Regions from separate parts of the Mus musculus genome. Here all the other regions are linked to region 1. A link is a contact called in public Hi-C and promoter capture Hi-C data. All regions are on one chromosome and are shown on one strand. The core of a region is the stretch at or near the end of the contact, and the rest is flanking DNA. Distances in the headings are between cores, read along the strand shown.

Evidence for each region. Promoter capture Hi-C pulls out the DNA fragments that hold promoters and counts their contacts. Hi-C and Micro-C count contacts between places; a contact is called where the count stands out from the background.
Region 2: a contact with region 1 is called in a promoter capture Hi-C map of pre-B cells. The contact joins the promoter of Ccng1 here to the promoter of Pank3 in region 1. A contact is called at or near these places in 4 of 39 promoter capture datasets (the HPC-7 cell line, cranial neural crest, hematopoietic stem and progenitor cells and 1 more).
Region 3: a contact with region 1 is called in a Hi-C map of B cells, with 7 read pairs. The contact joins the promoter of Nudcd2 here to the promoter of Pank3 in region 1. A contact is called at or near these places in 4 of 39 promoter capture datasets (the C10 cell line, cranial neural crest, hematopoietic stem and progenitor cells and 1 more) and 2 of 484 Hi-C or Micro-C datasets (B cells and myeloid progenitors).
Region 4: a contact with region 1 is called in a promoter capture Hi-C map of pre-B cells. The contact joins the promoter of Mat2b here to the promoter of Pank3 in region 1. A contact is called at or near these places in 4 of 39 promoter capture datasets (the C10 cell line, cranial neural crest, hematopoietic stem and progenitor cells and 1 more) and 3 of 484 Hi-C or Micro-C datasets (CD4 T cells, granulocyte-monocyte progenitors and nephron progenitors).
Region 5: a contact with region 1 is called in a Hi-C map of CD8 T cells, with 5 times the contacts expected there. The contact joins the promoter of Fbxw11 here to the promoter of Pank3 in region 1. A contact is called at or near these places in 1 of 39 promoter capture datasets (pre-B cells) and 1 of 484 Hi-C or Micro-C datasets (CD8 T cells).

Annotation. Positions count from the first base shown.
Region 1 is chr11:35,768,150-35,770,944 of GRCm38.p6, reverse strand. It overlaps Pank3 (pantothenate kinase 3), which reads right to left and starts at 1,450. Exons shown (of 7, transcript NM_145962.2): 1 at 998-1,450. The coding sequence starts at 1,025.
Region 2 is chr11:40,753,830-40,756,624 of GRCm38.p6, reverse strand. It overlaps Ccng1 (cyclin G1), which reads left to right and starts at 1,339. Exons shown (of 6, transcript NM_009831.2): 1 at 1,339-1,624; 2 at 2,557-2,795. The coding sequence starts at 2,557.
Region 3 is chr11:40,732,328-40,735,122 of GRCm38.p6, reverse strand. Nudcd2 (NudC domain containing 2) reads right to left here and starts at 1,462. Exons shown (of 4, transcript NM_026023.5): 1 at 969-1,462. The coding sequence starts at 1,157. Hmmr (hyaluronan mediated motility receptor (RHAMM)) reads left to right here and starts at 1,686. Exons shown (of 18, transcript NM_013552.2): 1 at 1,686-1,809. The coding sequence starts at 1,764.
Region 4 is chr11:40,691,272-40,694,066 of GRCm38.p6, reverse strand. Mat2b (methionine adenosyltransferase II, beta) reads left to right here and starts at 1,385. Exons shown (of 7, transcript NM_134017.2): 1 at 1,385-1,589. The coding sequence starts at 1,527.
Region 5 is chr11:32,641,217-32,644,011 of GRCm38.p6, reverse strand. Fbxw11 (F-box and WD-40 domain protein 11) reads right to left here and starts at 1,457. Exons shown (of 13, transcript NM_001271347.1): 1 at 1,077-1,457. The coding sequence starts at 1,121.

The DNA of each region.
Region 1 (2,795 bases), core at 201-2,700:
TACAAGGAGGGGACTAAAAGTCACTGAAGCAAAGTTCTCTTTCCTCATCTTTAAGCACTGAGAACTCTCACGTTTTAAGTAAATGTTTCTGGACTGCGTTGGAAGCTGAGTCTGTGAGGTTTATGGGAACAGGCAGGGAAGATGTTCATGCCCCCTTTACAGCTGACCTCTAGGCGCAGTTGTAGATGGCATAAAACACTAAAATCTGTAAAACCTCTATGACAGGAACACAGATCCCCACATGCCCAGTTAGTAGAGAATGAAAGAACAACATTCACAAAGACTGAGCCAATAAACAAGCCAACCGCAGGAATAAGAGGCATTTAAAAGACAGCTTGTGAACCTTGATGTGTCTCTCATAACAGGGTTAGAACCTTTGCATGTATATGCATGTACAACTACAGAAAAAAGCTCGAGGTATTTATCACCATATTAATGTGTTCGAAATAGCTGAAATACGATGTTTAACCTTGGTGTTTATCTGCTCCCTAAAACACAAAACCAGCTGATTTTCTAAACTGCCCAAGCCATTAATTTATCTACAGGCAGAGTACATGCACAAGCGTTGAACAGCTCCAAATGCAAGGCTGACAACTCCCAGGAACCCACCTGGACTTCAAGGACACGCGCAGGAAACCCAGAAACTGGGGAAAATGGGAGGGAGGTGGTGTACCAACCCCTATCTGACAGCCATGACTACCTCTTTTCAAGAGGGGCCTGGTAGCTGTGCTCCCATTTTGGTAAAACCCGAGTCAAGATTCTCCCGTGCACCTCCCAGATCTGCAGGAGCAAGAGAGCAGCGGGCAGGGGGACCGCAGGAGCCTGGCCCTCATGCATGGGGGTGGGGAAGCCCGCCGCCTGCAACCTGGGGCTGCAGCGATCCCTCCCTTCCCTCCCTGGCTGGCGTCCGAGAACAGTCGCGAGCTTAAAGCGGGCCGCTCCGCCAGAGGCTCCAAGGCCCGTCTTCCCAACCCACGGGTCCCCGGTCCCATCTTACAGGGTTTTTTGGCATCCTTGATCTTCATGGCGTCGGCCTAAGGCGCGAGGGGTAGCCTCGGGTGCAGAGCTCAGCGAGGAGAGGTGAATACTCCGGAGCTGGCTGGGCCGCGCGGCGAGGCCCGGCCGGTTCCTCCCCTCAGGCCGGGTGGGGCGGGCCTAGGGCGGGGCGGCGGCGCCTGAGGCCACAGGCGGCCCACGGGGCGGCCCAGCAACCCCGCAAGGGGCGGCCGGGACCGAGCGAGCCGGGGAAGGCCGCGGGCCTCGCCGCTCCGTGGCCCCCCGCAGCCGCTCCGAACAAAAGGCCCCGGTCCCCCGAGCCGCCGCCGCCGCCGCCGCCGCACTGAGAAATAGCCCGCCCAGGCCCAGCGCCCACGTGACTCAGGCCTCCTCGCCTCGCTCTCCGCGGGGCTGCTAGGAGTTGTAGTTCTCCGTAGAGTGAGGCTCCACTCTCCTGCGGCAGATGCTCAGGCGGACTACAAAGCCCAGGATGCCTCTCGACCCCTATTTCTAGCCCCCCTCCGCTTCCGGAGATCGCCTCAGAGTGGTCCCAGCGGGGAAGAGGCGGAGCCTTAGTCACGCCAGCAAGGAGGCCGCCAATGGTAGCAAGCCGTGGGCGGTCCTGGCAATTCCCGGGCTCTGGTCTCGTAGCGGCTGAAAGAAGAGAGGGGTTGTGAACTCTGAGGGCGCTGTGGCTGTCACGCAGTCGCAGATTTTCCTCTTGATGGTTTTTCCCTGTGATGGCTGTGTCAAAATTCAGGGGTCCAGACCACTGAATACGTTTGATGAGATAAGTCATCCGCTAAAGGAACACCTTGAATATTGGGGTTGGAAGGTCACTAAAGATGGTAACATTTGCTACATAATTATTATTTAATGTAATGTAGTCTAGCAGCCTTTTGAGTCACATGCGAGTTTTATTTACTGTGAAGATACGGCAGGAACGAGGCAGTCGAAACACTTGAAAGTTGTAGTATGGTCGTGGTGCAACGCCTTTAATCCCTGAACTCTGTGGAGGCAGAGGCAGGCAGATCTCTGGAAATTCGAGGCCAGCCTGGTCTACAGAGCGAGTTCCAGGACACCCAGAGCTACAGAGAAACCCTGTCTCATAAAACAAAACGTTTGAAAGCACATGCCTTTCAGGTTCCTCACAGGATCTCTCTAGTCTAGCTCCTCATTATAAAGAGGAAAGTGACTTTCAGAGAAAAGAATTAGATGCACCAGTTCTCAGAATAAACCCAGGATACCCTTTTCTCTACGCCTCTTGTGATTTGAGATCATCCATCGGAAAAGGAAGAGATGGTATCAAGGACATGGCCTCTCCTCCACTTTTATGTCTTAGATGGCAAAGAATTCAGTCATTGACAATATGTGGCTTGGTAGGAACCTCCATGTGCTTGCCCCTGGGGAGTTGGCCCTGGAAGATAGCATTCCAAGAAACAATCTAACTGGCGAGCTCTGCTGTCCTGCCTTTGCTGATTGCTATAGTTTGGATTTAGTTGCTCTAAGCCAAAATTCACACTGAGGCTTCATTTCTCAATGAAGTAGTGTGAGAAGGTGGGGCCTTCAGGAAGTGACTGGGTAATGGGGACACCAGTCTTGCGGTTGATCAATGACTTTCTCTAGAGACTGTATTACATCTCATGGGACTAGGTTAGAGCTTATGGGAATGAGTTGGGTCTGGCAGGTCTGGTTTAATTACTGTGTACTGGTGGATATAATGGAAAGTTAGCTTTGGTGTTCTGGCGACTTTCAGATTCACTTGACATTCTTCTTTGGATTTTACCGTGTAATGTTTG
Region 2 (2,795 bases), core at 90-2,589, 5.0 Mb before region 1:
TATAAATTACTGGTTTTGTAGATTTACAGAACCAGGGATCCAAATGAATACTGTTCCTTGGTCAACTCACAGCTAACTGCCTGAAATGCCAGATCCAACATCTCTGGTCTCTGAGGGTAGCCACATTCCTGTGCCATACATTCCCCACTTCACCAACACCCCCAGATATAATTTTAAAATCTAAAACTTTTTTTTTAATTAAAGAGAAAAGGCCAGGCATGATGGTGCATGTTTTTAATCCCAGCACTAGGAGAGTCAGAGGCAGGTGGATCTCTAAGTTCAAGACCAGCCTAGTTTACATAGCTAAGGAGTTCCAGGACAGCTTGGACTACATAAAGACCCTGTCTCAAATAAAACATCACTTGTATCTAGTTAATGACCGTTATGGACGGCCAGCCGGCTTGGCTCTTTCTTATTTTCATGAGATGTACTGGAATGGACAAAATCCTGAACACCACCGTCACCACCCCAACTCCTCACCCTCACCCCCACTGCAGCCATGCGAGCTGAGAACCTACTCTCTGTGCATTGCTCCTGAGGACATGCCCTTCCCCGCTACCCCCGAAAGGAGTCCAGCAAGAGTTCAGGATAATTATTTTTCCGTTAACCTGGTAGAGAAGAGGCTTATAGAGATTAATTTTGTAAGAATAATGTTCCTTCACACCCTATTCTGAAGCCTGAGATTCGGCTCACTGCAGATGGGGTTTTCCAGGCACTGTTCTTTGCTGTTTTCTGCCAGACATATGGCATTTTAAGTCACTGATGATAGTATGAGGGTGCTACAAGAACAAATTCAGAAAATTAGCAGAGGACCAAGAAACTACATACTCTGACATCATTGTAACATCTGAGAAGTTTTGCAAGAAACAAAATAAGATAACGATGAACTGATTCCTAAAACTCAGAGAGAACACTCTAGAGAAGCCTATAGAGAACACTATAGAGAAGCCTACCATCTCATTATCTGTAAAGAGAACGAAAGCATTTTTTTTTTTTAACTTGCCATTGTGTTTTTAGAAAGAGGGGACTGAGCTGCAGTGAACAACAACAAAAGGAAAAAAGCAAAAACCAAAACAATGCAAAACAAAAACCCTCACAGTACATTCTGGTCCGCTACCCAGACCAATCTGGCTAATAGAGGCCAGACCTGCCCGGGCAAGCCTTGGCACTGAACACTCAGTTCCGCAGCTTAAGGAAGGACAGTTCGGAAATGCTCCAATGAGAGAGGCTGCGAGAGTCGGGCGTGGCTCGAAAGGGGAGGAGAATTGAAGTCTGGACAACGGGAAGTGTGCGCTGATTGGCCGAGCTTCCTCAGAGACCATCCATCAAAAGAACCACACCAATCAGCGACGTAGATGCGTCCCAGCTAGAGAGCCAGGTCTCCAGCTTGTTCCCCCACTGCCCGGCGCAGTCCTTCGCTGCGCGCTGACCCCGAGGAAGGCAGTACTTGGTCAGGGCGCTGAGGGACCCTCCACCGGGACGCCGGCCCCTCCCCGGGCCTCTGCTCACTTGACCCCCACTCCCTAGTCCGTCCCCTTAGTAGGCCTGTCGGATCGGGGACGTGGGGCGAGCTGAGAGCAGGCCCGGGGTGGGTGGTCACCGTGGTGAAGACGTGGCTGTCAAGGTGAGAGGGGACTATGGGGTGGATCTCAGAACCCTGCACTCCGGAACGCAAGCCCGGGCTAGTCTGCGCCTAGAGAGAGGCGCAGCGGGAGCGGTATTCCTATGTCATGCCTCCCAGTCCCAACCTGCACCCCTGAACTGAGTTAGTGGTTCCTCACCAAGACGACCTTCCTGTCACATCTTTAAACTGCCCAGGGAAGAATCGTCCTCTGTATCCAGGGCTTAGGTTGTGCCCAGGACTCAGAGGAAGTGTAATGCATACTTCCACCAATGCAACTCCCCAGCTTCACCTAACTTTTTCTTTTGGTTTTTAAATGGCGTTAGACTATTCGGAGCACTGAGTGCTAAGCACCGTGCCACACTGAGTCATATCGTGTGTTATTCACAGCCACTCCAAGAAACAGATGTTGTCACCCTCATTTCACAGGTGTAAAAATAAGCTCATTACCTGGAAATAAATGGGCACCTGTGTGCTAAGCGGTTTGTGTGACTCCTTTTAAGCTACCCAATCTATGAGCTATGAGATTGTAGGTAATAATCGTATTTCTACTTCATAGGTAAGGAACTAAGGTTCACGTTGTTAACATATATGGCAGAGTATGTACTATCATTTGACTTTTAGTTTGGGTGTATCATGTGGGGCAGTATCTATTTGTGGCATGTACTGACAATGAAGAAGTCTTTGCTTAAGTAGAGAAAAAAAATTTTTAAGCCATAGTTTATGTCCTATACAAACTCACAATTTAGGAATGTGACCTACTGGGAGAAGGTAAAAATACTTACAGACCTTGGCTTTGCAGTGTCTTCGTCTTAGACGTAATGGAAATGGGGTGGGGGGTGGAGGGGGCATGCACTATAAAGCACTTTTTGCCACAATGCAGAGATAGCCAGGCAGGGTTCTTATGCTCTTTTCTGGGTTTGTTCTATTTATAGATGATAGAAGTACTGACAACTGACTCTCAGAAACTGCTACACCAGCTGAACACCCTGTTGGAACAGGAGTCTAGATGTCAGCCAAAGGTCTGCGGCTTGAAACTAATTGAGTCGGCCCATGATAATGGCCTCAGAATGACTGCAAGATTACGGGACTTTGAAGTAAAAGATCTACTTAGTCTAACTCAGTTCTTTGGCTTTGACACGGAGACATTTTCCCTAGCTGTGAATTTACTGGA
Region 3 (2,795 bases), core at 213-2,712, 5.0 Mb before region 1:
CCACTGCTCTATGGAGTCATGGAGCTGGCTTAGTACATCTGGCTTGCTGGCCTAATTCGCTGAGCTGAGATCTACCTGCCTAAGGTTCCCAAATGCTGGGATTAAAAGCGTGCACCACAACACCTGCCTTAAAAGTGCTCTCTCTTTTAAACTCAATGTTATTAAAGCTAGTTCAATCTCTTTTGAGAAGCTGGCACTAGAAAAGGCCAGTTTCTTAAAAAGGTTCAAATCACATGTTGCAGAAATTGATATCCAATTAGCTGTTGACTAATTTTCCTTCTCCTGCCCAAGGTTACAAAACACAGTATCATGTCTCCGTTCACCACTACATTATACAGTCATCCTCCAACAGGCTATGCATCTAATCTAGGTGTAAAGTATAGCCTGATTGTTATGTGAGTCTTAATAAATTCTTAACCAAAAACGGGGAAATGTGACCAGATTAAAAATTTGGTGAAATTAGGTAACTTCACACACCTTTTCACTACGATGAAGATCAACATGCAAGAAACTTGTTATTTAGAAAACCAATCTGACATCTTGGAATCCTCATCCCATTACCCTAGCCTTGCTTGTAAGTGCCTGTATTAGCCTACACGTCATGAACAGAGTTCAGAATCCTTTTGTCTAGTCTCTGGGACTCCCATCGGTGCCCAGAAGACGCATATTCGTTCTTTTGACCTACTTAGCCTTCTGTCAGCAGGAACTCCGGAGGAAATAAAAGCACCCCAAACCTATTTTAGAAATAAAGTGGAGAACAAAATCTTTGAGTTCTACCCGCGCAAAATCTGCTCTGTGGGTGCAGTGCTCCGTGGAGACCCCTCGCCAGAACAATTTACCACTTCTTTCTACCAGCCAGGAACTAACCTTGCCACACCCAGCAGTCATCCCTCTGACACCGTGAATTTTAGGGCTCGGGGTGCGGGAAAGCCAGAAGAAGGAACTCGGGACAAGCCCTGGCTTGCTACCTTGAGGATCTCGCGGCCACCCACGGCCAGAGCCACGTGCCGACTCTGCAGGCCGCACTGGATGTCCTGCGCGCGAGTGCCGGGGGGCACCTGGACTTCAATGAACACCTCCTCCAGGGTCTGGTACCACTGTCCCCACGGAGTCCCGCAAGGAACCACCCCGCTGCGCTCCTCAAACGGGGCGGACATTCTGAAGACGCCACGCAGGCACACGGCTCCGGGAGAGCACTACACCGGCGGGACTAGGCTCTGGGCTTGCCCTCGGCGCCTTGGGGTCACTGCACATGCGCAAGAGTCCAAACTGGCGTGTCCGAGTGTGCAAAATTCTCCCTTTCAGAGCCCATTTAAGACACTCGTGAGCCCTGGTGAAATCGACCGAAGCCTAGAGATGTTGACATCCAAAGAACACTGACGCCGGAACAAAGGAGAAAAGTGCCTGCGATCTTTAAACCTGTGTGACGCCAAAATTCCGACGCGTCCACCGGCCTGTGAAGTGCGCTTGCGCGAACTGGGCTACCCAGTAAAACTGAGTAAAACCAGAAGTGATTGGATAGAGCTGTTTGCGGCGACGATCAGGAGCAGCCTCTTATTGGCTACTAGCTTAAACTTACAAACCTTCCGATTGGGCGGCGGTAGGAATCTAGTGCGCATGCTCTTTGGACCATGCAGGATTGGCCAGATAGGTTTAGGTTTTCTGATTGGCTGAGGGGGAAAGTTGAGGTAAATTTGAATTCAGGCGAGCTGACAGTTTGCTGGGGCGTTTGATTGCTGTCTCATCTGGACCCAGGCGTCAGAATGTCCTTTCCTAAGGCGCCCCTGAAGAGATTCAATGACCCTTCGGGTACGTACGGGTGGGGGAACAGGGTGGGAAGGGGATGTGCCCTCGTTTCCCAGTCATTCGAAAGCCAGGTTAGGGCTGGGGCGGTGTTTGTTTTTCTCCAAATTCACGCAGTAAACACCTGGTTAGCGCAGTGTGGGATGGTAGAGACGCGGCCCTACGTGAAATGAGGTCATCCCTGCACACAGCGAGTCTTCAAGCGTGAGATTCCAAAATATGCCATCAACACCATGGAGAAACCACAGCTGGTTGAAGGGGATTAGGAGTTGGCAGGCGCTACTTTTCTTTTTAAAAAGAAGTTACTCTCTTTAGAATTTTCTGCATTGACATTGCATTCAGATATAAAAGCATAAAGACTGAGAAATCTGTTCAGTAAAGACAGCTGCCCACGGATTCTTTTCCACTCGTGAAACAGTTCTTTGGAATTTCTTTTTTAATATTTTATTTTTTTAAGGTTGATTTATTAACATGAGTATACTGTAGCTGTCCTCACACACCAGAAGAGGGCCTCAGATCCCATAACAGATGGTTGTGAGCCACCATGTGGTTGCTGGGATTTGAACTCATGACCTTTGAAAGAGCAGTCAGTGCTCTTACCCACTGAGCCATCTCATGAAACAATTCTTAAGTAATGTTCAGCATTTTAACAATAGAATAGTGGAACTTGGTGTGTAGATGACAGAGTAAATTGAGTGTAGATGGTGATAGCATTTAAACAGTTAGAATAAAGTAATTTTTAATGTTTTCACCTGTAAGAAATAGACACTTCCAGACCTAGTGGCCTGAGCTACATAGACTGTCAGTAACTCACACCTACAACAAATTAATAGCATGTTGGAAGTAAATGAAAAATGAGACTGAAATCCACTCAATTTTATGAAACTAAATTGGCAGAAATGGAGTGGGAACCCAGACTTCCAAGGATATATGCTATGCTCTTAAGGGCTGTGGTTTATGCACAAGTAACTAGAGCCTTGGGTGTGAGGTGA
Region 4 (2,795 bases), core at 136-2,635, 4.9 Mb before region 1:
AACCATAAGACCCGGATTATAAAAAAAAAATTCGAAAAGTAGGGAGCCTTAGGCTGCCTTTGTTTGCTCTTCCAAAGAGTGAGGGAATAAATTCTTTAGTGGGGGGGGGTGGGGTGGGGGGGTGGGAGAAAAACTATCACCTGACTGAGGAAAACTTTTCCCAAGGGGCAGCTTAATCCTTAGTCTAAAAATAAACCAAAAGGATTCTGAAAATGAGGCCTTTGGGGGTAATTCAGGCAGTGGTCACGTTTTGGGGCGAGTTTTGAAATCCCTTATCGTGGGTGTCTGGATGGGAATAGATTGTTGGGTAGAGAGTGGGCGGAGAAAAAGTGTGCCCGGGCTTTTTTTCAGGGTAAATTTCACTGGCTTGCCTGTTGCTGTGCTTCGGAGCTTGTAACCTGCAGGTTACAGTTGAGAGCTGAGTCAGACCCTGCGAGCTGTTGTTTCTGATTAACTTTTGAACAACCACACAGGGCTGGAAGGAGCGCCTGGCATTCCGCCCTTCCTTGGCTCCCTCATTTTAAGTCTTAGCAGCTCCTCCTTGGCTTGGCTCCAGCAGCCCCGGGCGTCGTCGTCCCCTAAGTGAAGCCTCCAAAGGGCAGCCAGGACGCCTGTTAAATCTACTTAAAAGTTGACTGGGCTTGTTAGCACAGTTGAGTTTCTCCTGTGGTTCTGCGGGGGGGGAAATACGAAGAACCTGCCTTTTAGAAAGTAACATTCTCTCCCACACCTTTTTATTTTTAATTAGCTAAAAATAAACAGTTTTCAAACTTCACAGCATTTTTTTTTTAGCATTCCAGAAAAACATAGCTTTCAGGGATGTTAATGACTCTGAGCACAGTCCTATTTTTATTCTTTCTTCTTGCCTTAAAGGACGAACCGCACCTTGCCTAGGTTGGTTGTTCACTCCTGTAACCCTTTGATGCCTTTGGACAAGGAAACTAGAGAGGATCAGAAATTGCAGGTCTTTCTCTGAGCCCAAGGCCAGCCTGAGGTTCGGACTGCCTAAAACCAACTCAGTCCAGCCTTAGCTCTGTGTTCACGGGACAACCCTTACCTTCTTGCCTCCTAACTTTACAGATGTTTTAGTCTATTTTCTATAATACATGCTTGGTTGACTCCTAGGCATTTCGCAGTCTGCAAACCTAGGCGAATCGATTCCTTACCCTTCACTAAGAAGGAATAAGTAGGAGAGATTTTAAAAAAACAAACAAAAAAGCCAACACTCTTAAACCCAAGGAAGCCTGCATCCATCGCTTGGCACCAGTGCCTGCGTTCTAACGCTCTATCTCCTTAAGAACTGGCACATGGGCTGACAGCGTCCCTTGAGGTTCCGCCCCTTTTTGAACGCGTGGCGAGAGGCGGCCAATCAACAGGCGCGGCCAGGGCGGCGGAAGCCGGAAGCGGCAGCCGGGGTCGGCCTGGGCCTAGGGGAGGAGGGCCAAGGGCGCGGGCGCTGCGGCCCCTGGCAGTGCTGCGCTAGTGGAGCTTGCGGTCGCGACTGAAGCGGCGCAAAGACTGCGGGCATGGTGGGCCGGGAGAAGGAGCTCTCCATCCACTTCGTCCCCGGCTGCTGCCAGCTGGTGGAGGTGAGCTTCGGGGCATGGAGCCGGGGTGGCGCCTTTGAGTTTGTTTACCTCTCTCCCTGTAGGGCTGCGCTCACGCCCGCTGCAGCCCGGGGAGCGCGGAGGTGGAGACTCCCGGTGCCTCCCGCCGCCTCCCGCGGGCTGGCTCCCGTTTCAGTAGTCATCATCTTTGTTTTGTGTTCCTGGATCTTTAAGGACAGGGGGAGAGTGACTTTCCATAAATGGCGGTGTCGGCGGGGTCAACTTGGTGAATTCATAGTTTGCACGGGGCGGGTTCCTTGAGGCACTTTTAAGGCTGTCAGGATTTCCGACTGTGCGGTGCTGTGAACGCTCAGGCTCCCTGGTAGGCAGACGGGCACCGCCTCGAGTTTATTCAGGAAGGTTTGAGCAGGAATTCCAGTGTTGGGCTTTTAGCTTCTACGTTTTCTGAACCGCTGTATTTTGCGTGGTGGAAGACTGCTGAAAGAAATTGCATGTCTGGTAAACTTCCCCCAGCATGTTTCCAAGTCTGGTCCACGGTCCCGTGTTTCAAGCCCGTTAAGTACTTACTGACCTACAGAATGTATCCAGCACAGTCGATGAACTAATGTGTCTTGCTGATATAAAAACGCCTAGGATGTGGCCAGTTTTTTTTTTTTTTTTAATGCAAACTTTTAATTTGGGGGAGGGTCCTGTGCTTGCTAGAGTTACTAGAGATAAGGGAGTCCCTATTGAGATGAGGGATTCTTGTTAAGAGTATACCGCCATAAGATTAGGCTATTATTAGGTGAACCTGTAGCGCCTTTTCTTAATTGGCGATTGACTTGGGAGGACGGAGCCCCTGGGCTGTTATAGTCCTGAGTTGTTTAGGAAAGCTGGCTGAGGAATTAAGCAGTTTTCACAAGGCCTGTGTGAGCTCCTGCCTCCAGGGTCTTGTCCTAACTTCCTTCAGGGGCGAACAGTGATGTGGAAATGGTAAGCTAAGTACCTCCTGCCAAACAATGCTTTGATGTTTTCACACAGCAATAGAAACCCAAACTAGAACTCAGTATGTGTTGTCCAGGCTGGCCTTGGACTCAGATGCTTCTGCCTCGAGGAGTGCTGGGATTGAAGATCTGAGCCACCACAACCAGTTGATAATGGGAAATTTTTACATTTGCGTGATGCACATTCAATATTATCTCCAAATGGCTGGGCCTTAGCCAAAGTTCGAATGTATTTGCAGTTCCA
Region 5 (2,795 bases), core at 208-2,707, 3.1 Mb after region 1:
TGCAGAGGCTGATTTCCTCCCCAACTCTCCTGGGCCCAGTTTGATTTCCCTCACGTTCAAACTGGCAGGTAATACCAGTCAGCCATACTTTATTTCTTCCGCCAATGAGCAAATCCTTCACTTTCCCAGACTCAGAGTCCTGTTTCCAAAAACCTTTCTAGCACCAAGTCTGAGGTCAGAAACGGGTTAGGGGTGTCCGGGGAGACCTGACCAGGCTGGCTACCAATGGTTCCTAACAGTACAGGGATCGCTGCTTATCCGTGGGCCAAGAAACCCCCCTCCCATTTTTTATTATTAAAATAAGAGAGGGTGGCAGTGATGAGCGCGACCTCTTCTCCCTCCCCTCTCATTTCCCAAATGATAAAAGTTATGGTTTCCCTTTCCTGGGGGATGGAATTCAAGAGTACCTAGGGCCTTGCTATACAAACATCCTTCACGGCAGGGTAGGAAACCCTTTGTCCAAGAAGCCTGACACCGCAGGGGCCCGGAAAATAGGCCCCTTATCCGGAACAGCCTCAGACTCGTAGGCACCCCCAACATCCCAGTCCAATGGGGCTATCCTGGCATCCATACAGCGGTAGCTTGGGGCGAGGGTGCTGAGACCCACCCCTACCACCCACCCCACCCCACCCCACCCCACCCCCCGCGCCTAGGTTATGGAGGCCGAAGCGGCTCCAACTGGTCTCGGACTCCCTTCCACCACCATCACCCTCAGCTTGAGCGAGGCTGGGAGGCGCGATGCAGGCCCGGCCAGAGGAATCCAGGGAAGGGAAAAAGAAATCCCCTTCTAAAAACAGAGTGTGATGGCAAGGCAAGAGTGAGCAGTGGCTCCGGCAGGAGCGAGGCTGGGGCGCCGGAGACTGGCCGGAGCCCGGCAAGGAGGGGGTTGGGGGAGCCGCGGGGAGTGGAGGCCGTGCCGGCCCAAGAGCGCGAAGCGTCAGCAACGAGCCATAGCAGGGGGGCGGCCGGGCCCAGGCGGCGGGGAACGAGGGCTGGCCTGGCGCGGACGCCGGGGTGGGCAGGCCCCCCGGCCGCCGGCCGGCCGGAAGAACTGAAGGCCAGTGGGCCGCACTCACCATGAGCTCGATGGTCTTGTCTTCAATCACCGAGTCGGGCTCCATGGCGGCCCCGGCGGCCCCGCCTCGCTCTCTCCGCTCAGCAGCGATCGGCCCGGGCGGAGGAGGCGGTGGCGGCGGCGGCGGTGGAGGCAGCTCTCGCACCCACTCTAGCTGCCAGCCCGCCCGGGCCGCCCGCAGCTCCGCCCTCACCCTCGGCCGACGCAGGACGCACAGCGAAGACTACAACTCCCGGCAGCCGCGGCGGCTCGCGCAGCTTTGTGGGAGCAAGAAGCCGCTTGGTCCAATCTGCCGGCTTCTGCCACCGGAGAGAGCACCTAGGGGAGCGCAGGGCTGTGAGTGCCGGACGTGCAGAGCTGGAGTATCTAGGGCTTGCTCGCGATAGGGCCTCGCGAGCGCCGCGACTACTTGTCCCAGAAATCCTCGCGCGCGAGGTCTTCTTCCGGTTGGTCGTTCCTGACTTCCTGGCAGCCCGTAGCCGCACGGACCTGGACGGAAACTCCGAGGCAACTCCTCACTTGTCGGAGATCTTTGCAGTGCGAGCGAGCGATCTCCGCACATGCGCAGTGGGTGTCTGCGGTGCCCACTAGTCGTCTAGGCTGCAGCGCTGCCGTTCCGTGTGTGTTGCATTTGGTAGGGACAGATGGTGGAGACAGGTGGGTCCCAGGTTGCACTAGGAAGTGTGGGAGGGGGCCCGCGAGGTCGAAGACACAATTAAAGGAAGATGGGCATCTAAGAGTTTGGAGACTGAGCTGGGAAAGCGGTGTGTGGAGATCTGCCACACTGACTGGGAGGAGCTGAGCCATGAGAAAGAAGCTATACATTTTGAAGACACTTTTTTTTTTTTCCGAGACAGGGTTTCTCTGTATACCTGGCTGTCCTGGAACTCACTTTGTAGACCAGGCTGTCCTCGAACTCAGAAATCTGCCTGCCTCCACCTCCTCAAAGGCGTGCGCCACCACCGCCCGGCCGAAGACACTTATTTTTAAGCATTCAGTTTCTACTAGTACTGCCCTAAGCACTGGGAATGACCGGAGAGACCTCTGTTCTTATTCAGCTTAATTCTAGTGGGAAGACAGCAGACATTGACTAAGAGTTAGAAATGATATGAAGAAACGCATCTAGAGACTTCAGAGAACCTCTAACTCCTTGTGACTTCCAAGTCTGTCAATACCCTCGAACCAAAAGCCCCCAGGAACACGCTGATAGTTGAACAAGGTGGGTTTTTTCCTAGCTGAAGTAGAAATGAACATACACCATGATGAAGCAGGGACGTCTCAGTAAGAGACCTTAGGTAATGTAGAAAAGGATTTGAAGGGGCTTTGGAGCAGATACTGCCGGGAAGTGGGGGTATAAGACTGGGCACCTCAGCCTTATCTATGGGAAGTTATATTAGATTAAAACTAATCCAGTAATTGTTGACAGCCTCTCCTGTTAGCCAGATTCAAGTGTTTAGTCTTGTAGCTGTGTTTCAGGGACTTGGACAATGTCCATGTTTTATCTGTGTTCACAAATGATTATGGGGTGGTCTTGTTTTTGTCTTGATCCATAAGCTAAGGCCACAGAATGGCCTTGTCTAATGTTGACGGACTGTTAAGTTGTTTATGTTTACAGGAGACCTGGCAGTCAGAGCTGTTATAAAGTGTCTCAAGGGCCTGGCTCATTGTACCCAGCCCACTTCACAGTAGCAGTGCCTGCTTGCCTGCTTCTCAAGTTTGT